Regions from separate parts of the Danio rerio genome. Here region 1 is linked to region 2. The links are chromatin contacts, called in public Micro-C maps. All regions are on one chromosome and are shown on one strand. The core of a region is the stretch at or near the end of the contact, and the rest is flanking DNA. Distances in the headings are between cores, read along the strand shown. Region 1 has its middle 49 kb from the start of hdac4. Region 2 overlaps hdac4 (histone deacetylase 4).

Region 1 (6,460 bases), core at 3,428-5,927, 150 kb before region 2:
AACTCTAAACCTACATAAGCTGAAAACAGCGAATCATTTTATTATTATTTTTTTTAATCACCTGAATCCAACTAAAGTCATAACTGAACTAAACAGAAATGGAATTAAGACATGTGGAGTATGCGTATATTAGTGGCATTATTGATGTAAACAGCGCGATCAGCAAACACCGTTATGTAGGACTTTTCAACATATTTTCCAACAAGATCCACACACGCGGCTGTCAGTAAAGAGTCGGAAATACACAAACACACACACATACATCACTCTCAAACACTCTCACCCGTTCTTACTCTAAATTTGGGTCTAATACCCAGTTTGTAGAGGCGGGATGAATAAAATGTTCATTAGTTAAAGTGAAACTGCGGCACTTTTTTTGTCAAGACGGCTCACCGGTCAGGTATACATCTGCGCTAAAATATCAAGGTGAAAGTCATTATAGCTTGCGTAGAATAGACCCAACTCCCAACCCAACTTTGAGTAAAGATTAACCGCAGCATTTTTTTTTATCGTGCGATAACAGTCTCGTGTAAAAGTCTCGCAAAAGAGTCACCATCTAGGCTTCCAGATGGACATTTACTGTCTTTTATAATGATAAATGCATCCTTGAAAAGCAGAATAGGCTTTAAGAAAAGAAAAAGATAAAAAATATTATTATTGACTGGTAGAGTATATGTTAAATACTGAAGTGAAAACAAAAAAACAGTTGCAGCTTTTAGTTCATGCGGACTTTAAAAATTGAAATGGTCTGAGCAGATCTTACATGGATAGGCAGTGTGTTCCAGTGTTTCCCTAAAACAGATTGAAGTATTCCTGAGTGTTTTGTGCAGGAGAATGGACTTTTCCTCTTGACACTGACAGTGTGTGATGTTTGCGTACAGCAGGCCTGAATCCTCCTCAACCTACTGTCGTTTGTGTCAGTTTTTCTTGTTTCTTCCTTCGCGTTCATTGCAGCTTTGAGGACAGGAATGTGCCGGAGTGAATATGCAGCTCCACGATCTGAACGTGTCTGTGTGAGCCCTGCAGCTTTTCTGAGGCCATGTTTGCCATCTCTGTATTGTTTTTGAGCAAAAGTGAGGTGTAAAGCCCTGCGGTTTCTCTTTCAGAGGAAATGACGGCGCTGTTGATCTGTGGAAGCAACTCTGAGCCGCAGCCGCCGGACACTTTCTGACTCTTGTCTGATGAATGAAATGCTGAGAAGTTTTAGAATTCTTCTGCCTCTCTCTCTCTCCCTCTCTCCCTCTCTCTCTCTCTCTCTCTCTCTCTCTCTCTCTCTCTCTCTCTCTCTCTCTGTCAGGCTGTGATTCAGTGTCTTCAGTGTGTAGGTGTGAGACACATTGAGGTCAGTATGTCAGGAAACTCAGTGGTGTGAAGTGCATCTGAAGCTCATTACTGTTAGATTAATGGCTGCTCCCGGTGCTGCCATACACACAAACTCATTACAACTGACAAGAATGCAGAATAATGTCAGGAAACCTGCCGGAAACATGGGGCTATTTTTTTCCACATTATTAATAGTTTTTTATTTATTTATTTTAATGAATAATTTGCATTTAATTGTATTTATTTTAATGTTATTTTATTTATTTTATAAATTTCGTCATTTTAATTTGTAATAATAATAATAACAACAACAGTTATTATTATTATTATTATTATTATTATTAGAAGTAGTAGTAGTATCATCGTTGTTATTATTATTATTATTATTGTTTTTATTATTAGTAGTAGTATCGTTATCATTATTATTATTATTATTATTATTATTATTATTATTATTATTATTATTATTATTATTAATAGTTGTAGTAGTAGTAGTAGTAGTACTATTATCGTTATTATTAATATTATTATTAGTAGTAGTATCATTATCGTTGTGCTGTAAACTATTCATTGATTTTTATATTTTTATAACAGGTTTTATCTATATAAAGTTAATATGTTATTGTTTATTGGTTTATTACAGTATTCTCATTCCAGTTCAGCATTATTATTCATATTATTAATAATAATCATATTATTATCATCATTGTTGTCATTATCGTCATTAGTGGCAGTAGTAGTATTTAATACAATTAAAGTATATACTGTATATATATATATATATATATATATATATATATATATATATATATATATATATATATATATATATATTTGTAAAATATTGTCATGCTTATTTGCTTTTAAAATGTTTTATTTATGTTTTATTTGTTTTGTTTTTAGCATCTTATTTTTTTTTCTTTTTTTTTATTTATCAGCATATATTACAATTGAATAAATGAAATCCTAGTCTTCCACTAGTTTCCCACCAGTGACAATATACAGCCATATCTCACTACCACAAGTATGACATTGCATTCATACAACAGTTTGGCAGCATAATCATGTGTATAAAAAAGAAAATCAAACATGGAGAGTCTCAAAGAACTGCTTTCTTCCACCACTCATTCATATCTGCAGCTGATGGTCAGAACAACAGAAACTTACTAATTCACCAATATCACTTTAGAGCTAGTATATGAATGATTCTCTAGCCCAATGTCTAAAGCAGTGGTTCTCAAACTTTTTTCATCAAGTACCACCTCAGAAAAAAAAAAAAGTCTGTCCAAGTACCACCAAAATCAGCAGTATTGAAATACAATAGCGTAGTAGGCCCAGTAACGCAGCTACAGCTCTGCACAGTTTAAAAAACGTGGCAGATTACCTTGGAAATATAGGCTATATGTCATATATGGCATATTATATACATCAATGATAAAATTTGATACAATTTTTAAATGTGTGTAGCATGTACATTACATATTTCATTCCTCTGCGTACCACTAGAAGGAAGACTGCGTACCTCAGTTTGAGAACCACTGGTCTAAAGTGATGACAAAACAGTTGATTTTGCTCACATTTTAAGATTATAAGGCTGAACGGCATGAAATGCTATCAGTCTACAGAGATTTTCCAGTAGTTTTCTGATGCAATTGGAAGATCACAATAATTAACCCTGAAAACACCAAAACAAACACTACCAGAGTACTATGGTATAAAGAGAGCGCTACAAAATACAAAAGAGAGAGAGATCGACTTAGAACAGGAGTCACCAAACTGGTTCCTGGAGGTCCGTTGTCCTGCAGATTTTAGCTCCAACCCTAATCAAAAACACCTGAATGAGCTAATCACGGTCTTACTAGGTACACTTGAAACACCCAGGCAAGTGTGTTGAGGCAAGTTGAAACTAAACTCTGCAGGGCACCAGACCTCCAAGAACGAGATTGGAGACCCCTGACTTAGGGTGCTTTCACACCTACACTTTTGTTTCGGAACGTATCTCGTTTGCCCAGTCAGCGCGGTTCGATTGGCATATGTGAACAGGGCAATCGCGCTCTTTTCCGCGCCAAAGTAATCGCTCCGAGATCACTTAAATGAGGTGGTCTAGGCTCGATTGAAACGAACCCTGGAGCGGTTCGATTGCAGTGAGAAAGCGATCCAATCCGAGCGCAGTTATATCACAGTGTTTTATGGATATGTAATAGGCTTACGCCTATATGAAGAGAGAATTATGAGTAGGGCGGGAAGTTTCGCGAGTCTCCGGATGCCCGCAAACGAGTGATGATCTCCCGGTAATCTCGCGTCTCTCTCCCAGTCCTCAAATAGCCATTGTCGCGCACCCTTCTCACCCCTCCCCACCGTGTCTCTCCTCAGACACGTCACGCGCGCACCCTGTCAATCACCACCAAACCACCACCTCTCCTGACAGCTTAGCGGGACACTGCAAAATAAACCCTGAAACTCTGACCAGTGTGAGGAGAGTTTACTTGCACGTGACTTGTTTTAGCTCTTTTGGTCCGATTAGAAACTTTGCAGTGTGAAAGCGAACCGCTCCAAGAGCAAAGAGCAACAATGTAACAATTTTAATCTCTGTTTCGGAACAACGGAATCGATTCACAGGTGTGAAAGCACCCTTAGAACGTCATTTACTTGTTTTTTATAATGAATTGATTATCCGCCAATGTGGTGAATCTTTAAAATGATATAGTTAAAATAGGCACTAACCATATAAATAAACTGCATAGTTGCAATCTAAATAACTCCATTTTCACCTAAAAAAGTACATTATGTTGTCTAACAGCTGCAATATTTGTCTAACTGTAGTCCTCGGTATGCTTGCAACACCATAGATTGGGCAAAGTAATACACAAGGGTGAATAGCCTGAGTGCTGTTATTGTAAAATGCCTCACGGCTATCAGCCAATCAGAATTGAGGTACAAACAGAACTGTTGAATAAATATGTTCATGGCAACTAAAGACTGTTGAATTGTGGAAAAAGAGAGAATCTTGTTTTAATCTAGTCTAATTTGGCCATAATTCAGACAAATACACAACTTCCATTACGGTGATGTAATAATACTTATAATGCAATATAGATATATTTTTCGCATTACAGTTATGAGATTTTGAGAATAATATGCTTAATTGGCTTCAATATAATCTCTAAAGGGGCAGAAAAAAATGTTTTATTTGTTCTTAGCAGGTTGTGAAAGATTCCCTCATGCACACTTTCCTCTTTGTTTGAGTGTTGTTATGAGCTGAGCAGCTTTTATGGTCTGTGTGTGTGTGTTTGTGTGTGTGTGTGTGAGTTTGAATGCTAATGCTCTCATGTATCCTGCAGTGAGCGTTTTCTCTCTCTCGCTCTCTCTTTCCCTTCCTCTTTTAGAGATCCAGTCTATTTATAGCTGCTTCTCCCAGTGTTATCATGCCTACTGATGTTGTTTTGCCTTTCCACATAATTACAAATCCTGCTTTAGGAGATCTGTTGCGTGTTCATTTCATGTGCACTGAGGATTTTCTTTTCCAGTTTGATAACAGGTTTTAAAGGATGTAAATACAAATGCGGCAACAAGAGAAAGACGTACTGTTTACATTGAGTAGGTTTTATGCCTCAGTGTTGAATCTTCGGCTGATGAAATACTGAATATAGGCTACTGAGTGACTGATGAGTCAGTTATTTGTTATAATGTTGTTTTATTTTCAAGATCTGAGGTGATGATCTGCTGCTGCTTTCAGTACTATGACAATAAATGTCATGTAAAACGGTATTTAATCTCATGTTTAATAAAGCCCTTAATCGGTACCTGAGGTGATCATTGTCATTGTAGTTTATGCTGTTGTGATGTTGCGTAAATAGAAAGAAAATTAAATTTTTGAGCATCGTTGTCGCAGATGGTCAGGACAAAAAAAGTCATTTTAACATGAAAAAGATAGCTTTTATTGAATGTTGTGACATTGTTTTGCATATTGTTAATATGAAACAACACAAAAGTTAATATAGAAGTTCAACATTTTTTGGTTTATCTTGCTTTCTGGCTGTCTCTCTGTCTGTAGTTCATTTGTTTCATCTACCATTTTCATCAATACATCATTCGTTCTCACTATCATATCTGTTCTTCTTGCTATTACTAATGTTCTCTGTCTATCTGTAACCGCGGGGAGTGACACATACAACTGAGGTTTGGATCCACGTGCAGGTTTATTCGTTGTCAGGCAAGCAATGTTCAATACATGTGCAAATGGGTATGTGAAGGCCATCCAGAATCAGTAACAGGCGAAAGGTCAAAAGGCAGGCGGCAGACAAAGACAAGGAGGCTAACAAGGCTAAGGTCGGTACACAGGATAACAGGACTAGGAAACGCGTTGTAGTGCTACTTACAGTAAACAAGACTCGGCAAAGTGAATAGGTGAGTGTGTAGCTTAAATAGTGTGTGCAAACAGTCTCTGACGATCCTCAGGTGGTGCGAGTAATCAGTCTAGATGAGGAAGCATATGTGAGTGTGACTGGAGTGCATGTATGAAAATGTAGTCCATAAATGGTAGATTTGTAGTCCATGGTTATTGTTAGTGCAATCCAGCGATCTTATGAAATACGATCGCTGGTAATTGTGACACATTCTGTATGTTGGTTGTTTGTTTGTTCTACTAATATTATCGATTTGTTTCTATTATCAGTTGTTTCTGTCTATCTGCCTGTTGTTTGTTTCATTTTTTTATTTCTTTTGTATCGTTCTGTCTATCTATTTGTCCATCCATCCATCCATCCATCCATCCATCCATCCATCCATCCATCCATCCATCCATCCATCCATCCATCCATCCATCTTTCTATCTGTCTTTCATTTTTTCCATCTATCTGTCTTTCTGTAATTTTTTTATTTTTCCATCCATCCATCCATCTATCAATCCATCCATCAATCCATCCATATTTTTTCATTCTTTCTATCGTTTTTTATCCTTCCATCCATCCATCCATCCATCCATCCATCCATCCATCCATCCATCCGTCCATCCATTCAGTGTTTTTTCTTTTTGTCTATTGTTCTTCTATCATTTTTATTTTTTCCATCCATCCATCTTTCTATCGTTTTCTGTCTATTGTTCTTTGTTTTGTTTATATTTATCCATACATCATTC
Region 2 (6,473 bases), core at 839-3,338:
CTGATCATGCCGCCTTTGCTTTTGCTTTTTAGTAACTGTATGTAAAGAATTATAATGTTGTGTATACAGTTGAAATCAGAATTATGATTTCATAACCCCCTCCCCCCATTTGATTTTTATTATTATTATTATTTTTTTTTTTATTATTTCCCAATTAATGTTTAACAGAGCAAGAAATATTTCACAGTATGTCTGATATAATTTTTTTCTTCTGGAGAAAGTCTTATTTGTTTTATTTCCACTAGAATAAAAGCAGTTAAAAAAAAAAAAAAAAAAAAAAAACATTTTAAGCCCCTTTAAGCTATATATTTTTTCTCGATAATCTACAGACGAACTATCGTTATACTGATTACCCTAACCTGCCTAGTTAACCTAGTTAAGCTTTAAATGTCTCTTTAAGCTGTATAGAAAAAGTCTTGAAAAATATCTAGTAAAATATTATTTACTGTCATCATGGCAAAGATAATATAAATCTGTTATTAGAGATGAGTTATTAAAACTATTATGTTTAGAAATGTGTTGAAAAAAAATCTTCTCTCCATTAAACAGAATTTGGGGGAACAAATAAATGGGGCTAATAATTCGAGGGGGCTAATAATTTTGACTTCAACTGTATGTATCTATTTTATTTAAATTTTGTTGAGCCTTCTGTGGACAGGTGTTGAGAATTAGAAAGTCTGCTAAAACACTTGGTTGTCCAGTGTAATTGTGATATCAAACAAACAAACAAACAAAATATATATATATTATTCTGGAGAAAGTCTCATTTATTTAAGTTTTACTGGAATAAAAGCAGTTTTTAATAAATAAGTAAAAACTATAAAATTGTTAAAGGTAAATATTATTAGCCCCTTAAGAAACTTGTTTTTTGATTGGCTGCACTCAAAAAAATAACTTATTGGATAAACTGAATTTAATTGAGGGCAGGATTTCCACCCAATACATTTGTTTAGCACCAACTACAAAACAACTATTTACACAATTAAATGCAATTGAGTTGGTCCAACATGATTTTATCAAATAAAAGTTTAAATACATTTGTGTTTGTATTTAACTAACTCAAAGGTCTGATAATACCTTGTATGCCTATTAATGTAACATATATCAAAGTCTTTTAGTCTTTTTTGAAGTTATCCTAAATGAACTAAGAGACATTTAAGCATATTTCATGGGTTTCATATACCCATTGATACTGATCTCAGAACTAATTTTAGGACAGTTATTGCTCACTGAGCAAAGCAACAAGCTGCCTTTTTACTAATAAAGCTGCCAACACTTGCTTCTGCAAGGTGGCAATGTCAAAACTAAAAGCATTACTTGAAAAAAAAAGATCTTTAAACTAAAATGAAGGTTAAACTCCCAATAAGTTTTTCTATTAACTTTAAACACCTAAGATTACTTTTATTTTCATAATTTCTCTCTCTTTCAAAAGAGAGAAAAGCATGCTTGGAACTGCAAATCCCCTAACAAGGTAGTTGGACCATCACAGCTCCTTATTGTTGTCCTTACACAAAACGCTTAAGTTAGCTTAATGGTTTACAAATTTAAGTGGACTAAACATAAAACAAATATATTGGCTAAAGAAATTACAAGAGTGGTGTTGTTTCAGCTCATTTTAAACAGGTAGTTTGAACAAGCAACAGTGAATTTATTTTTTTATTATTATTATTTTTTTGTGGTGTACAGAACAAACCCGAAGTCCTTTAAGTATATTGCAAAATTAGTAATTAAATATAATGTAGTGCCACTATGGCAAAAACAAAAGAAATAAGTTATTAGAAATGAGTTCAAATTGTTCAAAATTGATTGAAAAAATCATTAAAATTTGTCTTAAAAGCCACAATTTCTTATGTTTTAAATAGTCTAAATCTAGTCTAAAAGCATAACAAGTGAAGCTTTTGTCCATGATTTGTTGAAATGTGAAGCATTTTCTATAAATACAGTAGTCAACATTAGAAGTGGATCAGTAGCTTTCATCAAAGTTATCCAAAAACTATTGAACAGCATCCGTTCTTGTCCTAGGGCAATCCTGAAAAAACATTTTTGATTCACTTTGAATGTTGACTACTGTGTTGTCCTTTCTAGTGTTTTGCAATGCATTGAGTGCCATCTGCTGGTTATATATGTAACTGCATGATAGATAAAAACCTGTTCCTCTTTATTAAGAAGGAAACATTGTTTTAAAGATTTAGCTGTTCATTTCCACAAGTCTTCCTCCAAACTTAAATTTACTGAAAGGTAATAATGTCTGTTTTTGACTTTCTCTCTCTGTCTCTCTCTCTCTCTCTCTCTCTCTCTCTCTCTCTCTCTGAGCAGCAAGCTCTCCTATTGGAGCAGCAGAGAATTCACCAGCTGAGGAACTATCAGGCGTCCATGGAGGCGGCCGGACTGTCCGTGTCTTTTCCAGTCCATCGGCCTCTTTCCAGAGCACAATCATCCCCGGCCTCTGCCACATTTCCCATCGTGGTGCAGGAACCTCCGGCCAAACCACGCTTTACTACCGGTCAGTCATTAGATAAGATGCTCTGTTGCACTGCTTTCATATGTGACCCTAAACCACAAAACCAGTCATATTGGTAGTTTATTTATTTATTTATTTAGTTTATTTATTTATTTATTTTACATTTTTGTTTTTTATTTTAATTATATATATATATATATATATATATATATATATATATATATATATTTTTTTTTTTTTTAAAGAAATTTATTTGTTCTGTCCACATGGTGACCTCGTTTGAAATATATTTTGGATGAAATTAGGTATAATTATAGGCATATAACAGGTATATTTACCTATATAGGAATACTAGGTTATACATTTACTTTATTGTCAGTTTAAAGCGACAGTCCACCCCAAAATGAAAACTAAATTATTAGTTCACTATGTTACAAACCTGGGCAGCATGGTGTCTCAGTGGTTGGCACTGTCATCTCACTGCAAGAAGGTCGCTGGTAAATTGGCCGTGAGGTGTGTGTGTGAGAATGTGAGAGTGTATGGGTGTTTCCCAGTGCTGGGTTGCAGCTGGAAGGGCATCCACTGTGTAAAACATATGCTGGATATCTTGGCGTTTCATTCTGCTGTGGTGACCCTTGATGAATTAAGGGACTAAGCCGAAGGTAAAGGAATGAATAAATGTTCTAAACCTGTATCCTTTTCTTAAGAAATGGTATTTTGATTTAGATTTTTTTAAACGCAGCTCTGCAAACAGAAATGAGTTTTGTCAGAGTTTCTGGATTAAATGCTCAGTTGTATTGCTGTCATATGTGACCATGGACAAAAAAAAAACAGTCATATAGATAGAAAAACAAAAACTTTGACTTCATGCTGACTTAAAAGTGTGTATTTGTCTTTGTACAGGTCTGGTGTACGACACACTGATGCAGAAACACCAGTGCATGTGTGGAAACAGTAACATCCACCCGGAGCACGCCGGACGCATCCAGAGCATCTGGTCACGACTGCAGGAAACTGGCCTGCGTGGACAGTGTGAGGTAATACTCGCTGTTTTATGTTCTAATGCTGACTCCATTTGATCTTTCTGCACCAAACTGATGACAGCTGGGCACTGTAGTGCGATTAAGAACGTTTCAGTCTATAGAGGGCGCTGTGGAGCCATCACAAACACAGCCACATCGCCCCGTTGATGAAACTTTATGAATAAACCTAAGCCTTTTGCTCAAGGAAAAAAGGGGGTGTGAGATTGATTCGAGTGCATTCGAGGGAAAATCAGGCTGGGAGAGAAGCAGACAACTTTTACATTAGAACAGAGGAGACAAAAAAAGTCTGAAGACCGCTCACAAAAATTTAAATAAAATGTAAAAAAAAAAAATATTAGAAATTCTTAGTTCGTGTTTTCTGCCACTTTTTTTGCTTTCCTTTTTTTTAATGGTAGCACCACATAAAGGGACAATTCACTCAATAATGAACACTATTTACACACCCTCAAGTGGTTATAAACTTTTATGAGTTTCTTCATGCTGTTTAACCCAAAAGAAGATATTTTGAAGAAAGCTGAAAACCTATAACCATTGACTTCCATAGTAGGAAAAAAAGAGCGTTTAAATTCAATGGTTACAGGTTTTAAACATACTTCAAAATATCTTCTTTTTTTGTTCAAGAGTAGAAAGAAACTCACAAAGGAGAGTAATATAGAATGTTTATTTTTGGGTAAACTAAAATCTTTCCAGCAGGATCTGAGATCAGTCAAAGAAGCAGTATTGTTAATTATTATTGTTAAGAGTTGTGAAATGTTGCCACTATCAATTTGAACAACAATAATTTTTATGTCTGCACAAAACTCCATACAAAAAAAAGCACCGCATTTTGTTTATTTGTTAAAAATTAATAATAATGTTCATTGTAATAGTGTTCATTTTCTTGTTTAGACGCATTGTTTTGCTTTATAATACACACTATACATATAATGTAAAATAAATATTGTCCCCAACTGTGGATGACTTTTAGTCTCGATTAAAATTGTACCTTTTTAGTTGAGCTTTTAGAGTCAATTGAAGAGATCAGGTTTTCAATGTTAAATTATTGAAAGAAGGTGAAAGTAAGGGCCAATTGGAGGAGGCTCATTCATTATCCTTGTGCTGCAGATGGTCTGTTTAACTGTATTCTCACTAGTGAAGCATTCAGTTTTTTCTCTTACTAAGTCGCCATGTTAATAGCAAATACGCCAAAGTGCGACACAACTGACTCTTAAAGGGAATGGGAGAGGAGACTCTGACTGGTTTATTCTCAAAACACACTCAGAACTCATTAAGAAAATAAGCTCAACCCTGTTAGACCATGTGCCGCATCACACAGCGTATTTTTCCGTTCTTAAAATTGCAAAAGTGGATTCAGACATACCCTCAATGTTTGTGTGCCATGCGCTTTAGACTTTGGGTCTAGATCGTTAAAATAGAACCCTATGTGTTTTACTTGTCTTGAAAATGCTTCTTGATTTAAGAATTGTTAGATTTTCCTACTCTAAGTAGGAAAAGCTATTTTTGCAGTGGAAACTTGAGGCCGCAAATAGACTGACTGAAGTCCAAGTCGAGTCTTTTTTGTTTGTTTGTCAAGCAAGTCTAAAGTCAAAATTTTGCGACTTAAGTCTGACTGAAGTCTGGTCATGTGACTGGAATCCCCCACGTCTGCTTTTGACTCCCAAAGTGGAAGCTTGGTTTATTTGCATTTTCATTAATTCATTTCCTTTGGGTTAGTCCCTTTAATCATCAGCGGTCGCCACAGCAGAATGAACCGCCAACTTATCCAGCATATGTTTTACACAGCGGATGCCCTTCCAGCTGCAACCAACCACTGGGAAACACCTATACACTACAGTCAATTTAGTTTATTCAATTCACCTATAGTGCATGTCTTTGGACTGTTGGGGAAACCGAAGCACCCGGAGGAAACTCATGCCAACACAGGGAGAACACGCAAACTCCACAGTGAAATGCCAACTGACCCAGCCAGAACTCAACCCAGCGACCTTCTTGCTGTGAGGCAACAGTGCTAACCAATGAGTCACCTCTTTTTAAAAAAGACCACGCTAAAAATATGTTGTCACCTGCGTCTGCAGCAAATTTTCATTCTATGCAAACTACACATGCTTCAAGACATGAATAAGATGATTCCACTCCGTTTTATTTTGCAAACTCAAAAAACCCCTTTTCCTCCCCAAAATGGGCGCAGAATCCCCGGCTGTGCCTGCTTATCTGGTCCTCCACCTGCTGAGGGCAATTCCTGAGCTCTGTCATCATCTGGAGCGCTGATCACTGCCGCCTTAATGGCCCTCGCTGGATCTAATCTCTCCTGCCACGCTGGCTCCATTGCGTCAGGCCTGTTAGAGTCAGTCGCGTAGCTGCAGTCTCTGTTTTCCTCCAAACAAACAAGTAAACAAGCACGACAATGGCGCACCCACCCACCCGCTCTCGCCCGCATGCGCTCCTTGGTGGGGATGTTTATTGTTCTGGGAGATGGAAACAGTGAATTGGGCCTCAATTAAAGGCAGTCATGCCTCTTAATACCCCCTAATCTACAGCAGGGGGGCCCTTAAAGAGTGTAGGGTTGTTTTAAGCTGCCGCCAGCCTGCACCGGACCCCCGCGGGCCCCTCTTTAACTGGCCCTGCTGTTAAATCCGAGATGTAGTACGTCCTGTTGCAGGTGTCACCTCCACTGAAAACCTCCCCAAAACGCTTCCACAGGTGGGCCGGTGGACCGATTCGCCTCCCTCTCTGATGGGTTTGTGCCTCGGAGGCCAGAGCTATTAAACAAAAAATGACATTATTGCAAATCCAGCAGCTCCGGCACCTCCAAGGGCCCACGGCTTTGTTCTGCAGACATGTGGGGCCTGGTTTGGAGTGGGAGGTGGATGTGGGGGTCTGTTTCAGCTCTGGTAGGACAGCTGAAAAAAAATGTAGGATAGATGGTGTGCAGGAAATTCTGTTGATCGTGTGGTTGATGAAACAGTAAA

What was found. Hi-C and Micro-C count contacts between places; a contact is called where the count stands out from the background.
Region 1: a contact with region 2 is called in a Micro-C map of caudal fin, with 3 times the contacts expected there. The contact joins two enhancer-like sites. A contact is called at or near these places in 2 of 18 Hi-C or Micro-C datasets (caudal fin and an unstated tissue).

What each region holds. Positions count from the first base shown.
Region 1 is chr9:47,929,233-47,935,692 of GRCz12tu, reverse strand. It overlaps a transcript of hdac4 not described here. Among named protein-coding and RNA genes, the nearest start is that of hdac4, 49 kb to the right of the region's middle. Within about 2 kb of position 4,677, at least 23 of the 62 cell types and tissues checked have an H3K27ac peak or open chromatin away from gene starts, as enhancers often do. A contact at or near this core is called in caudal fin, where this site is marked.
Region 2 is chr9:47,773,691-47,780,163 of GRCz12tu, reverse strand. It overlaps hdac4 (histone deacetylase 4), which reads left to right. Exons shown (of 25, transcript NM_001039358.2): 12 at 2,317-2,503; 13 at 3,365-3,498. Among named protein-coding and RNA genes, the nearest start is that of hdac4, 110 kb to the left of the region's middle. Within about 2 kb of position 2,088, at least 2 of the 62 cell types and tissues checked have an H3K27ac peak or open chromatin away from gene starts, as enhancers often do. A contact at or near this core is called in caudal fin, where this site is marked.